3 separate regions of the Sus scrofa genome follow, and all the other regions are linked to region 3. Evidence: chromatin contacts called from public HiChIP or PLAC-seq data. All regions are on one chromosome and are shown on one strand. Each heading gives the region's core, a stretch centred on a gene start, on an enhancer-like site or on the middle of the called end of the contact. The rest is flanking DNA. Distances are from core to core; before and after follow the strand shown.

Region 1 (3,177 bases), core at 531-3,030, 220 kb before region 3:
GGCTTCAGCAAAACATCTTGTTTATATTTTATATTTTAAAAAAGGCATTTGAAAGAATTTTGACTCAGGCTCATTAACTTAATCTTCAAAAACTGCAGTACCAAATAATTGCACTAAGCTGATGAAAAAAATGAATTGTATGTTTTAGGAATCAAAAATTAGGTGGAATTCAACTGTGTACCTTTTTAAAGCTGAAATAGTAAAATATTTTATTATGAGTTATTGTAATAAATGATTGGTTAATTGTATAGGAAGAGGATAGTATTTTTTTTTAAATTATCAGTGAAAAGTAATTCAGATAACATTTGAGAAGTGGGAGAAAGGGAACCATATTGACAGATTCAGTTCTATGAACACACTGATTCATGCGCAGCTATGAAATGATTGTACATTTGACTACTGTAAATTTTCCATAATTATGTGTGTATATTAGTCATATGTATCTACATGGGTATGTCTTAAAATTATTTATACACATGTACATACATAGACAAACCACGAAGTATATGTGTATAATATAGAAAGTATATAGCAAAGCGATTCTACTCCAATAATAAAAATCATTTGACATGTATTTTGTTATGAATAGTTTACCTTCAAAAAAGATATTTTGTTCTATTTTAAAGTGTAGAAGAATACACTGCTAATACATAATAAAAGTTTTACGCAATTTACAGTTTCCTTGGCTTTTATAATTTGGATCTGGAGTTATCAATGTACTGAAGTTTCTTTATAATTCTGTATCTCTGGTTGGTGCCTTTCGAGTTTCTCCAGTTTTCCATTCCAGATTTTTAGTTTATCTTTTATTGACTTTCCAGGTTGTGGCCATTTCCTGAAATATGTGGCAGCAAGCACAAAGAACTCTTATAGTTTGAATTTCACAAGAGTCAACTAATGTCAGGCTCTTACTGTCTTTCGCTATCTATAATTTTCCTTTTTGCTAATAAAACAGTATTCATGATCAGTGTTTAGGGTCCTACTTGATCATTTATGACTGTTGTACAATATACTGGTCATACATTCCTTTAGAGAAAGACTAGCCGTCTTTCTTAAAGGAGAAATTATAGAAATAAAGCCGATGGCACAAACCTTGCTGCTGTTGGATCTATACCCTGAAGAGCTGGCTTGGGAGGAACAGCTGCATGATTTGTTGGAGGTATTTTATATATTAAACTGGGTCTCTTTGGGTTGTGATGTTTCTGAGTTTCTTCCCTTCTCTTTTGTCTTTAAAAATTTTTCAGAACACGTAGGAAAGGTTGTGGGTGGAAAGATAGTTTCGCTTCTTGAGTTGGGAACCTGCCAATTAGCTGTTCTTACAACACTGCATGAGACGGTTGGGGTATCGAGCTTGTCATGGGACCAGATCTTAGTGAAGGAGATTTCTTACGAATTCATGAACCTGTCTAGAAGGGCAGAGAATCTTTTTCTGCAGAAGTTTTCTTACGGGAAAAAAATAAAAAAATCGGTTAACTAGTGCCAACAAATTTCTCACCTATGGGTCATTTTTTTTGTACCCTTAGATGTCAGACGATTTCTAAAGCTCAAAACCTACTTGGCGGGGTTACCCTCTGTATGTATCCATCTATGATTCAGGTCACAGCAGGAATAGGAGTTTACCAACAACAAGCTCCACAAACATGTTTTCTTGAAACTGTTCTCACTTGTAAGCTTTCCTTGGTGACATGTGTTAAACCATCACTGTGTTAAAAGTTTCTACTTAAACCAATTGTCAGTGTGTAAGCGGAACAGCCCTCTGTGGTGTTTCATGTCCTGTAAGAAGACAGTGCTGTTTCTCAGGGTGCCCTGGCAAGGCAGAGTCAACGCCTCTGAAAGCCCGGCGGTCCCCTTGGAGCATTTGGCAAAGCAAGAATTTGCTCACTGCCCATCTCCTCAGAAGATTAATTAGACTTCCAATTACAGTGTGATACAGTTTATGGCAGAAGAGAAAACTTTTTTTTATTTACACATAGGTTGCATGGAGGTGGCACCCCTGGCAGGGAAAGGAAAGAAAATAATTGCATTAAGTTATTTTGAGCTGGATTGAAATGTTAATATATTCCCACCCCGTTCCTGCTCTATGGATTGAATTATGATAATCATCTCAAGAAGGAGAAAAATAGCTTTTTAGAGAATTGAAAACTTTTTTTGGTGAGTGTAAGTAGAAACTTATATTGAAAGGCTGCTTTTAATGCAAAATCCAGTTACTTAGAACTGGTTTTAAATGGACAATTAATTAAATTAATTACTTTTTCACCTTTTCACTCACCGTGCCTTGCTTGCACCTGCATACCACCGAATGGACATGACTCACCTGGCCCCTTGCTGTTTCTCTTTTGGTTTGAATCAAGTGGATCAAAGCTCTTTTGAGAAGCTGGACTGCACGTGAAGAACAAATCATGTCCGCTGTGGAAATGACTCCACGCTTACATTAAACTTCAGAATCAGGGGCAATGATCTATCACATGCGGTTTTTTTTATTTATTTGTATTACGGCTGTCTCCCAAAAGGACCTAAGGTGGCTTCCAAGACTGGAGCAGGTGTGTCATGGAGGCGTGGGAAGGAAGGGGTCTTGGACACCAAAGTTTGAGACAACTCATGATGGGACTTAGAGCTGAGATGAGCAGCCTCTCAAATGTCATAGGACGTGGGTCTTCCCGGGGCTGGGCATGTTTACCTTGAAAGCCCACCTTCAGCCAGTCCCAGGATTCCTTATTAGGGCTTCTTTCACTCAAGGCTTAGAAAATCATAATACATGATTATCCACTATAAGCTGTGTTCTGGGCAGTAGAGCTCTAGAATGTATTCGTCTTGTATAACTGAAACGTCATGCCCTTTGACTAGTTTGCTAAGAGGGTAGACCTTACGTTAAGAGTTCTTATCACAAAATAATAATAATAATATAGGAGCTTGAAAAGGAACTTCTGGAGGTGATGGGCATGTTTGTGGCATAGTTTGCAATGATGTCTTCACGGATGTCTACTTACCTCCAAACTCATCAAGTTGTATATATTAAATATATACAGATTTTTATATGTCAACCATGCCTCAATAAAGTGGTTAAAAATATTTTTTTAAAAGAAGAAGAGATTGTCTCCAAATGAGATTGTCAGTCTTGACATCCAGTTCCCCCCCAAATGATTATGTCAGGTATGTGGAATAGAAAGTTTAAAAGACAAA
Region 2 (3,109 bases), core at 539-3,038, 190 kb before region 3:
GGCTCTGGGGAGTTAAACTTATCTGGGATCACACAGATAATGAACGACTAGTGAGCTGGGATGCTAAGCCGGTTTTATTTGATGTGTGTGCTCTTTTCTCCTCGCTGCTTCAATGTACTAGGGATGGATGATAATTCTGGACAAGGCGTCCCTTTTTCATAGTGGAGGCAGTAGCAGGTCCTCGCTCTTGCCGGTGAGGAAAGAACAAGGAGAAAGTCATGGGTCAGGACGCCGTGTTCTCACTTCTGCTCACGGAATCTCATCAAGGCACGATTTCCAAGAGGGAGACCCGTCAAACAACAGGATGTATGTTACCACTTCGACAATGGAGGGGCAATCTAGCGCTTCCATAGGAAATGCTGCTGATGAAGTCAAAATACCACTGATTAATTAAGAAATGAGGGCACTTCTGCCTGGCACATCACCCGAGAGCCAAATCACAGTTCTGGCTTCACTGTCACATTAGGGGGGCTCCGAGGCTCCCGGCTCTTCGCTGGTCCTCGCGTGTATTGACCACCCCTGCTTTGTCATCCTCTAGGCTCCAAGTGAAAGGGTTTTGGGGATTGTGTGTGTGTGTTTTGTTTTGTAAGGGAATCGGGTTGACTTTTCTCCTTGTTTAGACTCCAGGGCCAGAGAGTCTGGCTGGATGTTTGGAGCCTCCTCAGGAAAGCAAACCTTCTCTGGAGGGGCTTGCCCTGAACAGGGGAAATGCTTGCTTTTCAAAAATGCCTCCTTAGGGAGGACATCAGCTGTCTCCTTTTTGCACAGTCAGGGAAGTTCCATCCTCAGATAAGGGATTTGAGAGGAGTTGGCTGTGATCGCCTAAAAGACTCCACAAGGACGAAGGTCCAGAATAGTCAGCACCACTACCCAGGGGCCAAGGTCTCTTTGTTTATACTTTCTGTATCTTTTTCCTGCATTCCTGTCCTATCTGTCCCCATCTCATGCCTGTTTGAGTCTGGAAGGAGTCACAGCACACACACACCCCCCTCCCAAACAATATCTGGAGTAAGCTATAATCAATTTTTATTTATTTATTTATTTAGTCTTTTGTCTTTTCTAGGGCTGCACTCGAGGCATAGGGAGGTTCCCAGGCTAGGGGTCTAATTGGAGCTGTTGCTGCCGGCCCACCCTAGAGCCACAGCAACTCGGGATTTGAGCCACGTCTGTGACCTGCACCACAGCTCACGGCCATGCCAGATCCTTAACCCACCGAGCGAGGCCAGGGATCGAACCCGCAACCTCATGGTTCCTAGTCGGATTCGTTTCCACTGCACCACAACAGGAACTCCTATAATCAATTTATAACATGTCCCTTTTCTTTCATTCATTATTTTGCTCCTTCATTCATTGTTTATTCATTCATCTGAGTGGAATTTTCTGTTAAGAAACATTTGCTATCTGACATCATTGTTTTTCTAACCACAAGTAGGGGAGAGGATGCTGACTTCCTGTGTTTTGTTCCTCTAAAGACCCGTGCACGCAGGGTTTCTAAAGAATTAAGTCCTCTGATGAATGACGTTTCTCCTCCCCATCAGATGGTTGGAACCCACGTAACTGTGGAAACGTTTGACACTAAAGGTGAACCAGTTTTCCGGCTTAGTGTCCCCTCAGGATCCGTGAAAGATCAAAGGAGATTTAAGAGCATGAGGCCGTGGACCTCCAGTGGGTTCAGGCTGAAGTGCGTTGGTTAGAATCCACGTTGATCCAGTGCTCGCCTAGGAAGGGAGCCCTCCTTCTGGCAAATGCACACTCCTGAGGGGTGTGGGTTGGTCCAAAGACACACGTCACCAGCTGTGTGTTTCTCATTCCCCACATCTCCACGAGCCAAAGGGTCGCAGCAAGTAGTGTTGACATGTTAACAGGAGTTTTGTTCTTAATTATGACCCTAATACCTCCTCGGGGAGGACGGAGGTATAAAGACTGTAAACAGAGCATGTTAAGAACGTCTTCTGCGGGAGTTCCCATGGTGGCTCAGTGGGTGACGAACCCGACTCGTATCCATGAGGATGCAGGTTCGATCCCTGGCCTCGCTCAGTGGGTGAAGGATCTGGTGTTGCCCTGAGCTCCGGTGTAGGCTGCAGATGCAGCTCGGATCCTGAGTGGCTGTGGCGGTGGCTGGGTGGCAGCTGCAGCTGCAATTGGACCCTACCCTGGGAATTTCCATGTGCCGTAGGTGCGGCCCTAAAAAGAAAGAAAAGAACCTCTTCTGTGATAACCTAGACGGGAAAAGAACCTGAAAGAGAATGGCTGTGTGTACGCGTATAACTGAATCATGTCGTTACACAGCAGAAATGACCCCAACATTGTCAATCAACTCTACTTCCATAAAACTTTAAAAAATGATGAAGAACAAAAAGGACCTCATTACCCATAGGGTATCACATATAAAGGGAACACTTGTTTACGCCCTGAGGAAATGTAAGGGTGATGTTATAGTCATTTATCAAATCAAACGTCAGCCAGCATACCATTTTAAACAGAAGTGACCGTGTGCAGGGCTCAGGCCCTGGGCTGTTCTTTGTGCTATTTGATGTCTCCCATCATTTCTGCTTTTCCCTCTCCCCTCCTTTGAAAGTACCCCACCCCCCGCCCCGCACACCTCTCTTTTTCCTCTTCCTTATTAAATGTCCGGTACCCAGAAATCATCTGAAACTTATTCCCTCCAGGGGCTGGAAAGAATTCCCTGTGATATTTCACTGACGGGCTTTGAATGGCATCAGAAAAGGAATGAAGGTGTAACTGCAGACGAATTTCCCACATGTGGGAACGGGGTGGGAGGGTCTTTAACAGGTGAAAGCCTCCTGGAGTCCCTGGAATGAAGCGGCTTTGGTGACCTCACTCACCCCTGTTATTTGACCTCTCAGCAACATCTGACATATTAACAACTCCATTTAAAAAAAAATTAATTAAAAAATTTTTGGCCACCGTCCCAGCATGCGGAAGTTCCAGGGCCAGGAATTGAATCCATGCCACAGCAGTGGTAACGTCAGATCCTTAACCCATTGAGCCACCGGGGAGCTCCAACAACTCCCTTTTTTTAATAAAACCCTCTCCTTTCCTGGATTTTCTGTTGTCATACTTTATGGCTTTCTCCATTTCTCAGTTT
Region 3 (2,962 bases), core at 372-2,871:
AGAATCAGAATTCAATTTTGTGGATATAACAAATGCTTCCTTTCAAAGAAAGGTCTATACAATATTAACACAGAAAGACCCTACTTGCTTGAGATACAGGTCTATGGCCTTGTGGCAAGTGTCTCTGGATTTTAGTCTTTGCTCTACCATGTGCTAGATCATTTTCTCATGGTTCTTTGAAAGGCGGTTCTACTTCTCCACAATCTACTGAATGTAAGCCGAACATAGATAAAAGATACCATCACCATCACGTTAGCTCAACTGAGCTCAAGAACTCTGATGACCTTATGACAAATTCATCTACCTTTTAGGAAGCTACCGTCTACACTGGTTTGGGTGACTCCCACATTAAACCGTGCTGACACCAGCGCAGACATTATGAGTTCATAAAGGATATGGTAACATTACCTGCCAAACAGAGAAAGCAAAAACAAGGTCTTGGGCGCTAATTAGCATGTCATCGTCCACCATTAGCACCGCTGAAACGAAAGGAAAACATTTTAAATCAGTTTGGAAATGGAAACAAAACCAGGAAGACGCAGTGGTGGTGGTCTTGGCAGATCTTCAAGGGAAAGATTTTCTGAATGCAATCAGCACATTAGAAAGTGTGTTCTTGGAGTTCCCTCTGTAGCTCAGTGGTGAAAGAACCTGACTAGGATCCATGAGGATGTGGGTTCGATCCCTGGCCTTGCTCAGTGGGCGAACGATCTGGCATTGTGGTCAGCTGTGGCGTGGCCAGCAGCTGTAACTCCAATCCAACCCCTAGCCTGGGAACCTCCATGTGCTATGGGTGTGGCCCTAAAAAGAAAAAAAAAAAAAAAGTGTATTCTTGAAGAGATTTGTCTAGAAGAAAAATTTTTTTGCTTAAATCATAATTGATTTTATAATTTCCTGAGGGGAAATTATCATATAGGTAACATCTATTATCCTAGAAATTCATGAAATAAAACTAAAGATATTTTCTTTTCTTCTCTTTTTTTAGAGCCTCACCAGCAGCATATGGAGGTTCTCAGGCCAGGGTCAAATTGGAGCTGAAGCCACCAGCCTACGCTGCAGCCACTCGGGATCTGAGCCCTGTCTACAACCTCTACACCACCACTCACGGCAACGCCAGATTCTTAACCCACTGAGCAGGGCCAGGGATTGAACCCGCATTCTCATGGATACCAGTCAGATTTGTTTCTGCTGCATCACAATGGGAACTCCCCCAAGGATCTTTTAAATTACACCCTCATATAACTGCTATGAATGGGAGAAAAAGGAGGCGGCAAAAAATTCGGCTTCAGTTCAGTGGCATTTTACCACCTTCCGGTCATGCAATAACATGTAATCATGGCATATTTGCTTTCACAACATTAACCTCTTGTCACTGTTGCATGAGGACAGTCTTCCCAGGAGCTTAGAAGAAACTGTCCTTTCGGTTTTTCAAAATGCTTTCTTTCTTTTTTTTTTTTTTTTCTTTCTTTTGCTTTCTTAGGATTCAATCTCCCTGTGTTCTCCAGACAATGAGGACAAGGAGACAGCCCCAAAGCCACGCACCAGCCCCCAGGTCTGGCCAGCTGCAGCCCTGTCAGGCTAAGAACCCAGCTGCAACTCACCACTGGTTTCCAGTTCAGGAAAGACCTGCAGTCGATTTCTCATCCTGTTTGCTGTCTGCGGTTTGAAGATGACGGGGACAGGGTGAGGCCCTAGGGAATTCCACAGCTCATCCGGCCCCTTCTCCCCGACGTTGTTCCACACCACGATCACTTTGTGCAGGTTCGGTACTGCCTGGTAGTGATTTAAAAGTCTCAGCAGGAGGTCTGTCCTGTTGTACGTCTGCATTATGAGAGTGAAGGAATCCAGCGGGGACTTGCCCTGGGATTTGATCTCCCTTCGCAAAGCGAGCATCTTGTCTTCTTTGATATTAGGAAGCAAAGTGGTCAGAGCCCCAGCCACCAGCAGTAACACAAGGATGACCACCAGGGAGAAACGAAGCACTCGAATCCCCATCACTCTTCCAGGGACTTTGCAGATGTGGTAACACCTGGGGGAGAAACAGAAATTAAATGCGGAATCTTAGCATTCTTACTAGTTACCTCGTTTTGGTTTTAATTTTTTTTTGCCTTTTCTAGGGCTGCTCCCGCGGCATATGGAGGCTCCCAGCTAGGGATGGGATTGGAGCTGTAGCTGCCGGTATACACCACAGCCACAGGGATGTGGAATCTGAGCCTTGTCTGTGACCTACACCACAGCTCAAGGGCCACGCCAGATTCTTAACCCACTGAGTTGAGGCCAGGGATCACACCTGCACCTTCATGGATACTAGTCTGATTTGTTTCTGCTGAGCCACGACGGGAACTCCCTGCTTTTGCTTTTTTCAGGAGAGAGGTTAATCTTCCCTTAGTTGGTTCAAGTTTGGTTCTCCCTCTTTGATAAGGTGATTTGGCCTAAAGAGAAAACATACAGTGAATCTATCTTCCCTCTGAGCCTGCTTGCTGTGAAGGTGCAGCCAAAGACCAGCTACACGCAAACAGCAAGAATTTAGCAATGTCTATTAATGTTTGCTCGTATTTTACTACTCAAAATTTGGAACTGAGAGTGTTTTTCTTAAACACGATTATATTTCTCTTAGTAGTATACTAATCCTTTAAGCAGCTTTATTGCGATACCATTGATACTTAAGAATTATATATATTTAAGGTACACAACTTGATGTTCTGATATATATGTATATACACACACACACTTATATATATGTATGTACTTCAGAATTTTTTTTTTTTTTTTGGTCTTTTTGCCTTTTCTAGGGCTGCTCCCATGGCATATGGAGGTTCCCAGGCTGGGGGTCCAATTGGAGCTGCAGCCGCCGGCCTACGCCAGAGCCACAGCAACACGGGATCTGAGCTGTGTCTGCAACCCACACCACAGCTCACGGCAACGCCAGATCCTTAACCCACTGAGCAAGGCCAGGGATTGAACC

What was found. HiChIP or PLAC-seq counts read pairs in DNA pulled down with a chosen protein or histone mark.
Region 1: a contact with region 3 is called in an H3K27ac HiChIP or PLAC-seq map of alveolar macrophages. The contact joins two enhancer-like sites. A contact is called at or near these places in 1 of 47 Hi-C or Micro-C datasets (embryonic fibroblasts) and 1 of 2 datasets of contacts at active chromatin or transcription factors (alveolar macrophages).
Region 2: a contact with region 3 is called in an H3K27ac HiChIP or PLAC-seq map of alveolar macrophages. The contact joins two enhancer-like sites. A contact is called at or near these places in 1 of 5 promoter capture datasets (liver), 11 of 47 Hi-C or Micro-C datasets (alveolar macrophages, brain, fetal heart ventricle and 5 more) and 2 of 2 datasets of contacts at active chromatin or transcription factors (alveolar macrophages and skeletal muscle).

The regions. Positions count from the first base shown.
Region 1 is chr4:117,633,639-117,636,815 of Sscrofa11.1, reverse strand. CDC14A (dual specificity protein phosphatase CDC14A) reads left to right here. Exons shown (of 16, transcript XR_002343573.1): 16 at 1-967. Among named protein-coding and RNA genes, the nearest start is that of GPR88, 11 kb to the right of the region's middle. Within about 2 kb of position 1,780, at least 3 of the 83 cell types and tissues checked have an H3K27ac peak or open chromatin away from gene starts, as enhancers often do. A contact at or near this core is called in alveolar macrophages, where this site is marked.
Region 2 is chr4:117,598,085-117,601,193 of Sscrofa11.1, reverse strand. No RefSeq gene overlaps it. Among named protein-coding and RNA genes, the nearest start is that of GPR88, 24 kb to the left of the region's middle. Within about 2 kb of position 1,788, at least 15 of the 83 cell types and tissues checked have an H3K27ac peak or open chromatin away from gene starts, as enhancers often do. A contact at or near this core is called in alveolar macrophages, where this site is marked.
Region 3 is chr4:117,411,555-117,414,516 of Sscrofa11.1, reverse strand. It overlaps EXTL2 (exostosin like glycosyltransferase 2), which reads right to left. Exons shown (of 5, transcript NM_001243549.1): 3 at 1,599-2,026; 4 at 409-479. Among named protein-coding and RNA genes, the nearest start is that of EXTL2, 16 kb to the right of the region's middle. Within about 2 kb of position 1,621, at least 2 of the 83 cell types and tissues checked have an H3K27ac peak or open chromatin away from gene starts, as enhancers often do. A contact at or near this core is called in alveolar macrophages, where this site is marked.